Linked DNA regions of Mus musculus: all the other regions are linked to region 2. A link is a contact called in public HiChIP or PLAC-seq data. All regions are on one chromosome and are shown on one strand. The core of a region is the stretch at or near the end of the contact, and the rest is flanking DNA. Distances in the headings are between cores, read along the strand shown. Region 1 has its middle 27 kb from the start of N4bp2l1. Region 2 holds the start of Brca2 (breast cancer 2, early onset). Region 3 overlaps N4bp2l2 (NEDD4 binding protein 2-like 2).

Region 1 (3,133 bases), core at 467-2,966, 99 kb before region 2:
TACTGAATAGCCCACAGTAGCCTTGCACCTGAGATCTTCCTGAGTGCTGAGGTTACAGGCATGGGCCACCATGCACAACTCAGAATGCTTTTTCCTAAGAGTACTTGCTGTGGAAGAGGAATGGGTGGAAGCTAAAATTTGAGGACAGGAAAAAAGTCTTTCTGGTTGGCGCCTGTAGTGAAAAGAGGCAGTAAACGTTTGTTGTGTAAATAAATGCGTAACAGTGAAATTACGTTTTCACTGTTTAATGGAAGATAATTAACAGATAGAGGGAAAAGTGCAGTGTCAGCTTCAGGAATTTCCACAGGAATTAATGACTAAGTCATCTACAAGTGGGATTTAGCAACTAGACAAGAATATAGAAAAGGTATAGGCAGTGGCAGCTGACTCACCAAACTCAGTGGCAGGAGATCAGTCTGGTCATGCTATAGAAGTTCTTGAGCACTTACAGTATCAGCATTGTTCTGTGTGGTAGAGATCTAGCAGAGGCAAAACAAATGGCCTTTGCCTTTCCCCAGTGAGATTGGAGAAGCAGCCCCTGCTGTAGACAGGGCACATGGCCCACCAGGAAGGGTGGTGAAGTCGAGTGAATGTGAGCACAAAGGCAAGGCTCAAGGGAATGGCTGGCTGCCAACATCTAAACAGAAACCTGAGAGCAAAGGTGCAGAGAGCAGTGAAGGACCATTTTAGGCAGAATCTTTCACTCAGGGTCTTGATGAGCTGAGACTGCAGTCAAAGAAAAGCAAAGAAACCAGTTAGCTTGGACTCAAGTCAGTAGGGCAGAATAAAGAAGCAGGTCAAGAAACAAGAAATGAGATAATCTGAGGTCTCAAAAATTGAAGGACTATGGACTTTACCACACTTGAGAAGGGATGCCACTGAGTTCTGAGCAAAGGGATAGTGTCAGTAACCCATGTTTTAAGACATAATCCAGCCCAACTGCCATTTTAGGAATGACTTTAGTGACACAAGAATGGCAACAGGATGGTATAACTTGCAGTAACCCATATAAGAGATAACTGTGACTTAAGTCAAGAGGACTAGGGAGATGGTTCAGCAGGTAAGAACTCTATCGCTGCACAAATGTGAGGTACTGAGTTTAAATCCTTAGAGCCCATGTAAAAAGCCAGATGTGGTCGTGTGCATTGGTAACCATGGTGGCTGTAGGGGTTGGTGATCAAAGAATCACTTGGGCTTGCTGCCTGCTGCAGGCTCAGTGAGAGACCCTGTCTCAAGGTAGAGAGAAAGAGAGAATGTAGGACACCAGTGTCCGCCACTGAATTCCTGCACAGCACACACATGTATACAAACAACATTTAAAAACAGTTATAATGAAATTAAGAGTGGATGTGTGGATGTGTGAGAAGTGGTTGACTAGAGGAGACAGATGATTGAATTAGACAAGTAATAGGCTGAGAAGGTGAGTGGGGAGTTATTGTAGGTTAGGTGTTCAGCAGGAGAGCACATTTGGGAAGGGAAAGATAGTCTGGGACATGATAAGCTTGAGCTACATTCTAGACATCCAGGCAGGTGCTGAATGTGTTCATAATCCAGAGAAGTCTGAGCTGGAAATACAAATGTGGGTAAGTGAGGGGAAGACAGGAGCATATTTGGCACATAAGGTAGGAGGCTTCTGTGAGTCTCAGCCTCTTCTGCTTCAGTAGAACTGACGAAAGAGGCTCTCTTCCCAAAACTTGGGAGTTCCCCTTACAGGTTCTATTTGTCACCCATTTGAAGAACTGCCAATCACGGTGTTTGAAAGCCGTGTTCTAGAGAAGTGATCAGAGTAGACCACCAGGAACCAGAAAAGAGGAACCACTGAAGAAGTCCTTGAAACTTTAGCAGCAGTGAGTCATGCTCACCTGTTTTAAACAGATACTACTCAGTCTAGTTAAGAGTAGATTTTGAAAATTTCCCAAGGTAGCAGTGGAGCTCAGTCAGTAGAGGGCTTGCCTGTTTATGTGCAACATCCAAGGTCAATACCAGCTCTCCACAAAACTCAGTGTGCTACATAACTGTAATCCCAGCACTTGGAATACGAAGGCTGGAGGATCAGAAGTTCACAGTTATCCTTGACCAAATAGCAAATTTGAGGCCAGTCTGAATTACCTGAAACTTTGTCTTTAAAAAAAAAAAAAAATCCACCCATATGCTAAAAGTGAAAAAAATTAAAAAACAGGTCAATACACCAAACTATACAATAATACTTTATCCAATACACCTGCAATTACTGTCAAAATCTATGAAGATTTTTTTTAAACAGTGCAATCACAACTTCTTTATCTTGTAAACAGTAGCAAAAGTCTTCCTGTGTTAACATCTGTAAGGTAACAATTTACGTTGCCCTGTAACAGCAGAAACAGTGCCTCTGGATATCTTACCAACTGGGAGGTTAAACACATTATATTGTTGTAAGGCTGAGGCACCTATTGGCATTGGTTTGGTAACTGCCTAAGACAAATGCAGGGAGGGGGTTACCCTAGTGAGTAAACATTTCTGACCATGTTAGTAGTGCAGTTTGCTGTTTCTCTGCGTTGGGGACTCCTGCTTCTCAGAGACAAACAAGGAAAAGGCTTGGGAACCTGATGTCCTGAGAAGTGGGTAAAGCCATTTCCAAAGTAAGGTTCATGTCTTCTACAATAGAGAGGGGAACAGAAACCGAGGAGAAACATCTGTTGGTGCTTTCTAGCAGAAGAAAGTAGGAACCACATCCAGAGAATGGCGCTCTTTTGATCGTGGTTAGGTGTAGCTTACTTCAGCTACTGCACACTTAATTGAGTTGACTATTTGTCTTAATTTTGGTGATCATAAATATCTCAAGGTACTGGGGTGAGACATCTGTCAGGGTGGCTTCTGTCACCTGGTGTCCCAGATCCTGTGACAGAATCACCTCTTAGTCTTCAACTCTCCAACATCCAGGCTAGGAGAAACTAAACGTGGCAGGACATGGTACACGCCTGTCAGCTGGCACACGGGAAGCAGAAGCAGAAGAGGACAAGTTACGCAGTGAGTTCAAGGCCAGGCTGGCACGTTAGTAAGACCCTGTCTCAAAAAAGCAAATCAAACAAGGAAAGGCGCTCTCGTAGTAACAGAGGAGAGGGCTTGCCTAGATTGTGCTAGGACCTGAATTGAT
Region 2 (3,035 bases), core at 284-2,783:
AAGAAGCTCTTGGGTTAAGAAGCTCTTGCAGAAGACCCAAACTCAGTCTAGCATCTACATCACAGCCCACAACCAACCTGCAACTCCAGCTCCAGGGGACCTGATGTCCTCTTCTGACTTCTGTAGGCACCGACACACACAGAGCAAATACACAAACACACTCATACAGCTCAAAACAAAATAAGTCATAAAAGGTTTGAAAAGTGTTCATCACTAGCATCACCAATGCTTCTGATTTGCTCGTAGCCCTTTCAAAACAGTTCTTTCCACTGGAAGTCAAAGAGTTAGTTCCCCATCAGTTTAGGTATTCTACATCATCTGATTGACCAGGAAAAGATTATGTTAACTGGATCTGACTCCACGACCTGTTTACAGCACAAATCACCTTCAACTCCTGATCCTCCTGCCTCTACCTCCCAAAGGTGAGATTACAGGAATCAGCTAATGCCTGCTAAATTGATGCTGAGGAACAAATGCAGAGACCAGGGTCACTTTCATCCCTCTTTTGTGTTTTGTTTTTAATTAGGTCTAAGCTCTGTTGCTCCTGACATCCAGGAATTCCCTATGTAGCCCAAGTTGGCCTTGAACTCATTTAATCCACCTGGCTCAGTTTTCTGCCTCAGCTTCCATAGGATTATAACCTAGCTCAAGTAATTTTTTGTTTGTTTTTCTGAGACAGAGGCTCTCTATAAAGCCCTTTATCTCTCTCTTTAGACTAGGCTGGCCTCAAACTCAGAGAAGTCCACCTGCCTCTGTCTCCCAGGTGCTGGGGTTTTTGTTTGTTTTTAAAGCAAGCATTCACCTTGACTTATTTTATTGAAAATATTTTTTTAATGGGACTTAATTTACCAGGTTTTATAAAATTCCTCAATACCTGCTGTGCTGCATCTCGCCTTAAAAATTTCCCAAAAAGTTGGTCTCCTTTTGTATTCAACGGGCATTTTCTCTACAGTATTTCTCCGATGCTCGGTAAGGAAGTCTGCAAAAGAGAAAATAACAGACACTGCACAAGCCTGGTTTCTTGTGACAGGTAAAACCAGAATCGCTTGGAAGCTTATCCTACCTCAGGCCTATCTTTTGGGACAAGAGCAGAACTTATCATGAAGATGGGGACAGTTTATAACTGTGCTTCCAACCAAGTGGCTACTAGATACATCACAGCACCCGAAAGTGGCTATGGTGGGAGTCAATGACAAGACAAACCTAACGTTATTTAGAATTATTCACATTGACTAATCAGGGAGCCGAGACACACACGTTAGGTAATCCGGCGACTGCAGAACGGGGCAGCTACCGCGGACTCTGGACGCGCCGGATCCCTCTGGGAGGACGCCGCGGGCTGCACCGGGGCAGCTGCTCCGGGTGGCCGTGAAGGAGGTCGACTGGCTCCTCCGGGGTGTCAGGCGCGTCCCTCACGGCCTCACGACCCCGGAGCGCACGCCCGCCACACCCGGCCGCACCGACCCGCTCCGCTCCCGCAGCGGTAGCTGACTGACGGCAACGCCTCACGGCTCCCGCTCCCGCGAAAAGCCCGCGCTCTGCCCGTGACGTCATGACCCCGCGACGGGGACGCGGCGCGAGTGCCACCGGGAAGTCAGCGAGCAGCTCCTTCTGTGCCTGTTCCCGGCTAGCATGTGCTCGCCCATCCCCAGCCGAATTCCTTTCTTCCCCTCACGATATGTGTGTGTGTCTGTTTCCCGCTGTGGCCTAAAATTTTGTTTATACTTTCTTTTTCTGTATCTTCGGGGTTCTTGGAGTTCTGTTTACTTTAACCCTGAAGATAGACTTGGAAGGGATTCTTTGGATCTCTTTACCCTCTTCTCAATGTCGTCACATTAAATAAATCTTTCAGCTTTACACTTTTAATTTGGCGCTTTTAATTGTCTTATTGAGGACGGGTGGTAGGACCTGGGCTCAAGTGTTCTCTCTCCTTCTCCCCCTCCCCCTCTTTTCTCTCTCATACACACACACACACACACACACACACGCACGCACGCAGTTAAATAGCAGTCCTGCAATATTAGTACTCCTTTCTGCAGGTTTTAGGATGCGATCACCGTATTTCCCGACTTTTCCAGAAACTGGCCTAGAAAACTGAAACATTATTACCTCTCCCCTGAATTTACTGAGTAACAAGCCCAGTGCATGGCTTACTGTAGGTTTGTAGTTTGAACTTTAGAAAGCCCTCGACTGGATCCAACAAGAGATCTTAGAGGCCTTGCTGCTTCCAGAACATGATTAAGCAGTTAAAAGGTCCTCTTGGATTAGAAAAACAATGACCTGCGGTTGGGGAATCTGGCTCAATAGTAGAGACTCTGGGTCTGGGTTAGATACTCAGCACTACAATAAAGACGATTGAGAAAAGTCTGCTTGGTTTATTGGTATCAATTTTGTCTGGTAAGCTGTAATCCTTAGTTTTAGCAAGAAGTATCACTATTGTAAAAAAATACTAAAACTTTTGATGTAGGTCTGCTTAGCAAAGAAGAGGCCTATGATATTATCTAGTAATAAACTACTGCTTGCTGAACGTTTCTAACAATACTATGAAGTGTTTAGCATTGTCCAGTGGGTAAAAACTAGCCTGGTAGACGTTCTAAATTTAGATTCAAATCCATTTGGTTTTGTTAGCTTGTAAAATGAGACAAAGGTGACATATGTCTTTAATCCCAGCACTTGGGAGGCAGAGGCAGGCTGATCTCTATGAGTTCGAGGCTAGCCTGGTCTACACAGAGAAACTCTGTCTTGGAAAAAAAACATATTGGGGCCAGAGAGACAGCTGAACAGTTGAGGGCACTGGCTGCTCTTCCAGAGGTCCTCAATTCAATTTCCAGCACCCTCATGATGACTTACAACCATCTGTAATGGGATCTGATGCCTTCTCCTGGCGTGCAGATAGATGTACATGCAGACAAAGCACTCAAACAATAAAATGCACAGTAATTTCTACTTAGAAAAGAAAAAAATTGCTTCTTCCCCCGGGGAAGTCGGAGGAGAGAGGTGTCTCACTAGAGTGGAATAATGAGAAGCCTTGACAC
Region 3 (3,205 bases), core at 223-2,722, 120 kb before region 2:
TTTACTTTCCCTTGCTTTCTAAATAGATTTGTTGGGTTTTTTTTAGTCTCTTACAAATAGAGAATGGTGTTTATGATGATTGAATGTGTTCATCTCCTTGGTTACTCCTGGACTTGAAGATAGTAATTGGAATTGGTCCAGCTACGTAGCCTTAACATTTTTCTAAGCCATATTTACCAAGAAGCATTTTTCTTGGTTGAGCAGCCTTCCTGTTGTCAGATGAAACTTGTATCTATTTACCTTCTTTTCCTTAAGATTGTTTTCCGGGTTTTGTCTTCTCCCCTGTGTAGGCCATAGGAAAAGGATACAGAGTAGAGTTTCATGAACCGGAAACTTGGTGGAAGTTTGATCCTGAAGAATTAGAAAAGTAAGAGCCTCATTTTTATTGAATCCTTATCTTGTTTCTTTGATTTATCTTTGCATGGTTAGTTTCTCTCTGGCTTTGCTTGTCATCTTTGTTAGTTGGGACCAGGGACTATTTATTTTTTTAAGAGGAACAAGTTTTTGAAGAGATTTGCCTTGTCAAAATTATCAATTATCTTTTACTAAATGGGCTTGGTTCTTTTTCTTAATATGAACTCTTTTATATAAGATTATGTGACATTAGGGCTTTGCATTCCTCCCTTCACCATCATGACCCCTTGTGGGTCCCACCATCACCTTTGTACCTTGTGTTTTCATCTTGCTCTGACTTTTCCATCTTTCCATACTTCTATCCCAAGAGCCTTGGCCTCACAGTGTTTGGGAATTCAGTTTGTTTTTTGTTTTTTTCTTATAGAGTGGTAGTGTGGTGTATTTACCTTCTTTTTTTTTTTTACCTAGAGTTGGGGGCAATATGTCATTTCAGACATCTAAACATTTCTGCTGCAAATTATGACCAGTTGTGTTAAGTAAGAGTTTGTAGGATCTAGTTTCTGTAAATAAGTTGCTTTCTGACCAAGAAAACTAAGGGTTTGTGAGTTTTGTTTCTGGGCTGTTTAGAAGATTTGTTTTTATGCTTGGCAAGCACACTTCAGCTCTTTGCAGATTTCAGAGTGAGAGACTTGGGAGAGGCTGTGGACTTGACTTGGAGCCTCGTTCTTGATTGTGTTGCCAGGGCCTTCCTTTCATGCCACTGCTTGTCTCCTCACCCTTTACTTTCCCTGCTTTGATTCCCTTCCTCTTTGGTACCAGTTTTATTGAGGTATAATTTATATACTGTACAACTTACCCATTTAAAGTAAACAATTCAGTGATTTTTAGTGTATCCATAGAACTGAAGATGTCCTCTTTCTAAACTGCCCTTTTCTTCACTCTTTATTCCATTAGAGTTTGCCCCATTCTTCTTCAAAACAGTCTTATTTCCTGCTGGTGCTGCTAGCACACAGCAAACACGCACTCTGCCATAAACTGCGTCTGAGCCTTCAGGCTGTGTTTCTGTGTGTGTGGCCCAACTATTTCTCGTCTTTCACTCCTTTTACTCTCTCTGTGATTTGTGTCCTATATACTGATCTGATGATAATACCTGGCTGTTTGCATACCAAACTATATGTGTCACACTCGAGGTAGAAGAGAGGGAATTTTAAAGATAGTTGAATCATGGCAGACAAATGACTTGAGTGATTAAACCATCCTATAGTTATGGCTTCATTTATGTTTGAGAGACTGTTGTAATTGGGGTTTTTGATTAGTTCTTTGTTATGTTTTCTTTCTTTCCTTTTTTTTTTTTTTTTTTTTTTTGGTTTTTTGAGACAGGGTTTCTCTGTGTAGCCCTGGCTGTCCTGGAACTCACTTTGTAGACCAGGCTGGCCTGGAACTCAGCAATCCACCTGCCTCTGCCCCCTGAGTGCTGGTGTTAAAGGCATGTGCCACTATTGCTGGGTTGTTTTTTTTGTTTGTTTGTTTTTGTTTTTTTTAATGGGTTTTTACTCTTTAGCTCTAGCTGTCTCGGATATGCCTACCCCAGCCTCTCAAGCACTAGGATTAAAGATGTGAGCCACTATGCCTAGCAAAATAGTTTCTTAATATAAATTAGCAGCCACTTCTTCATTTTAACTGATATGTAGGATAATTTGAAGTTTTGGAAGAATTGGATAGAACCAAATAGCTGATTTTGGCTCTTGTAGATTTAGTCATATTTTACCAATTTTAAAAAATTTTACGTCAGTTGTTGTGTTTGGGACTGAACCCAGCGTTTCAAGCTTGCCAAGCTGCTGGTGTACCATTGATAAAGTCCCCTGCTCCTGTCTCTGCTGTTACTCTTAAATTTTTGATTGTAAAACATCAGATTAGGACCAGGTGTGGTGGCACACGCCTTTCTTTAATCTCAGTGAGTTTGAGGCCTGCCTGGTCTACAAAGTTGAGTTCCAGGACAGCCAAGGCTACCCAGAGAAACCCTGTCTCAAATAACAACAACAAAATTATATTAGTAAAGCCGATGTGTTTGTGGCCTATTTCTAGGAAAAATTAGTAAAGCAAGAACAGTACGTAGAAAGCCTATGCCTGTGTGTTATCTTAAAGTCAGAGTCATACAGTGAGAAAGTATGAGAGTAAATTAACTGTCCAAAGGCCCGGGTACTTAGATGACTTTTCTTGCCCAGAACTCACATAAAGTTACAGGAAGAGCTAGGCTTGGAGCCCCATGCCTGTGGTCCTAACACTGGTGAGACTGAAGCTGGATGGGACATATCCTCAGCTGTCACCTCAGTATGGGAACACAACTATTCTCTCAGAAATGCGGCACACTCCAGTATGGTTGTTGTGGTGGTGGCAGTGGTGTTTTGCGGGAAGACCTGATAATCTCTTACTGATTACATTTTGTGGAAAGTTTACCTTATAATTTTTTGCCTTTTTCCAACTTACATGAACATGTGTGAATAAAATCATATATTATGTATTGTTTGTATCTAATTTTTCAATCAACATCATACTGTATTCCTAATAATAAGGTACTGGTAATAAAAAATTTTAAATGAAGTAGGAAAAGCTGGTTATGGTGGCACACACCTTTAATTCCAGTGCTTGGCAGACAGAGACAGATGGATGCAGATCTCTGAGTCTACATAGTGAGTTCCAGGACAACCAGAGCTCCTACCTAAAAAAAAAACAAAAAAAAAAAACAAAAACAAAAACAAAAAAAAACCCAATAATAATAGACCTGCCTCAAAAACCCAACAATAATAAACTGATTAACAAGATATAAAATTATCATAAATATAAGTAACTA

What was found. HiChIP or PLAC-seq counts read pairs in DNA pulled down with a chosen protein or histone mark.
Region 1: a contact with region 2 is called in an H3K4me3 HiChIP or PLAC-seq map of the 230-238 cell line, with 21 read pairs. The contact joins the enhancer-like site here to the promoter of Brca2 in region 2. A contact is called at or near these places in 4 of 39 promoter capture datasets (the C10 cell line, liver, macrophages and 1 more), 1 of 15 datasets of contacts at CTCF or cohesin (CD8 T cells), 2 of 484 Hi-C or Micro-C datasets (CD8 T cells and muscle stem cells), 8 of 115 datasets of contacts at active chromatin or transcription factors (the 230-238 cell line, CD8 T cells, bone marrow-derived macrophages and 5 more) and 3 of 9 other capture datasets (adipose tissue, liver and pancreatic islet).
Region 3: an H3K27ac HiChIP or PLAC-seq map of trophoblast stem cells shows a contact between it and region 2, with 10 read pairs. The contact joins the enhancer-like site here to the promoter of Brca2 in region 2. A contact is called at or near these places in 6 of 39 promoter capture datasets (the C10 cell line, the HPC-7 cell line, HPC-7-derived erythroid cells and 4 more), 3 of 15 datasets of contacts at CTCF or cohesin (CD8 T cells, large pre-B cells and pro-B cells), 17 of 484 Hi-C or Micro-C datasets (B cells, the BV-2 cell line, the C2C12 cell line and 13 more), 14 of 115 datasets of contacts at active chromatin or transcription factors (the 230-238 cell line, bone marrow-derived macrophages, embryonic forebrain and 7 more) and 4 of 9 other capture datasets (adipose tissue, liver, macrophages and 1 more).

What each region holds. Positions count from the first base shown.
Region 1 is chr5:150,620,449-150,623,581 of GRCm38.p6, reverse strand. It overlaps a transcript of N4bp2l2 not described here. Among named protein-coding and RNA genes, the nearest start is that of N4bp2l1, 27 kb to the right of the region's middle. Within about 2 kb of position 1,716, at least 59 of the 459 cell types and tissues checked have an H3K27ac peak or open chromatin away from gene starts, as enhancers often do. A contact at or near this core is called in the 230-238 cell line and CD8 T cells, where this site is marked.
Region 2 is chr5:150,521,119-150,524,153 of GRCm38.p6, reverse strand. It overlaps Brca2 (breast cancer 2, early onset), which reads right to left and starts at 1,533. Exons shown (of 27, transcript NM_009765.3): 1 at 1,258-1,533; 2 at 875-979. The coding sequence starts at 941.
Region 3 is chr5:150,644,163-150,647,367 of GRCm38.p6, reverse strand. It overlaps N4bp2l2 (NEDD4 binding protein 2-like 2), which reads left to right. Exons shown (of 6, transcript NM_201369.3): 5 at 291-367. Among named protein-coding and RNA genes, the nearest start is that of N4bp2l2, 20 kb to the left of the region's middle. Within about 2 kb of position 1,472, at least 8 of the 459 cell types and tissues checked have an H3K27ac peak or open chromatin away from gene starts, as enhancers often do. A contact at or near this core is called in trophoblast stem cells, where this site is marked.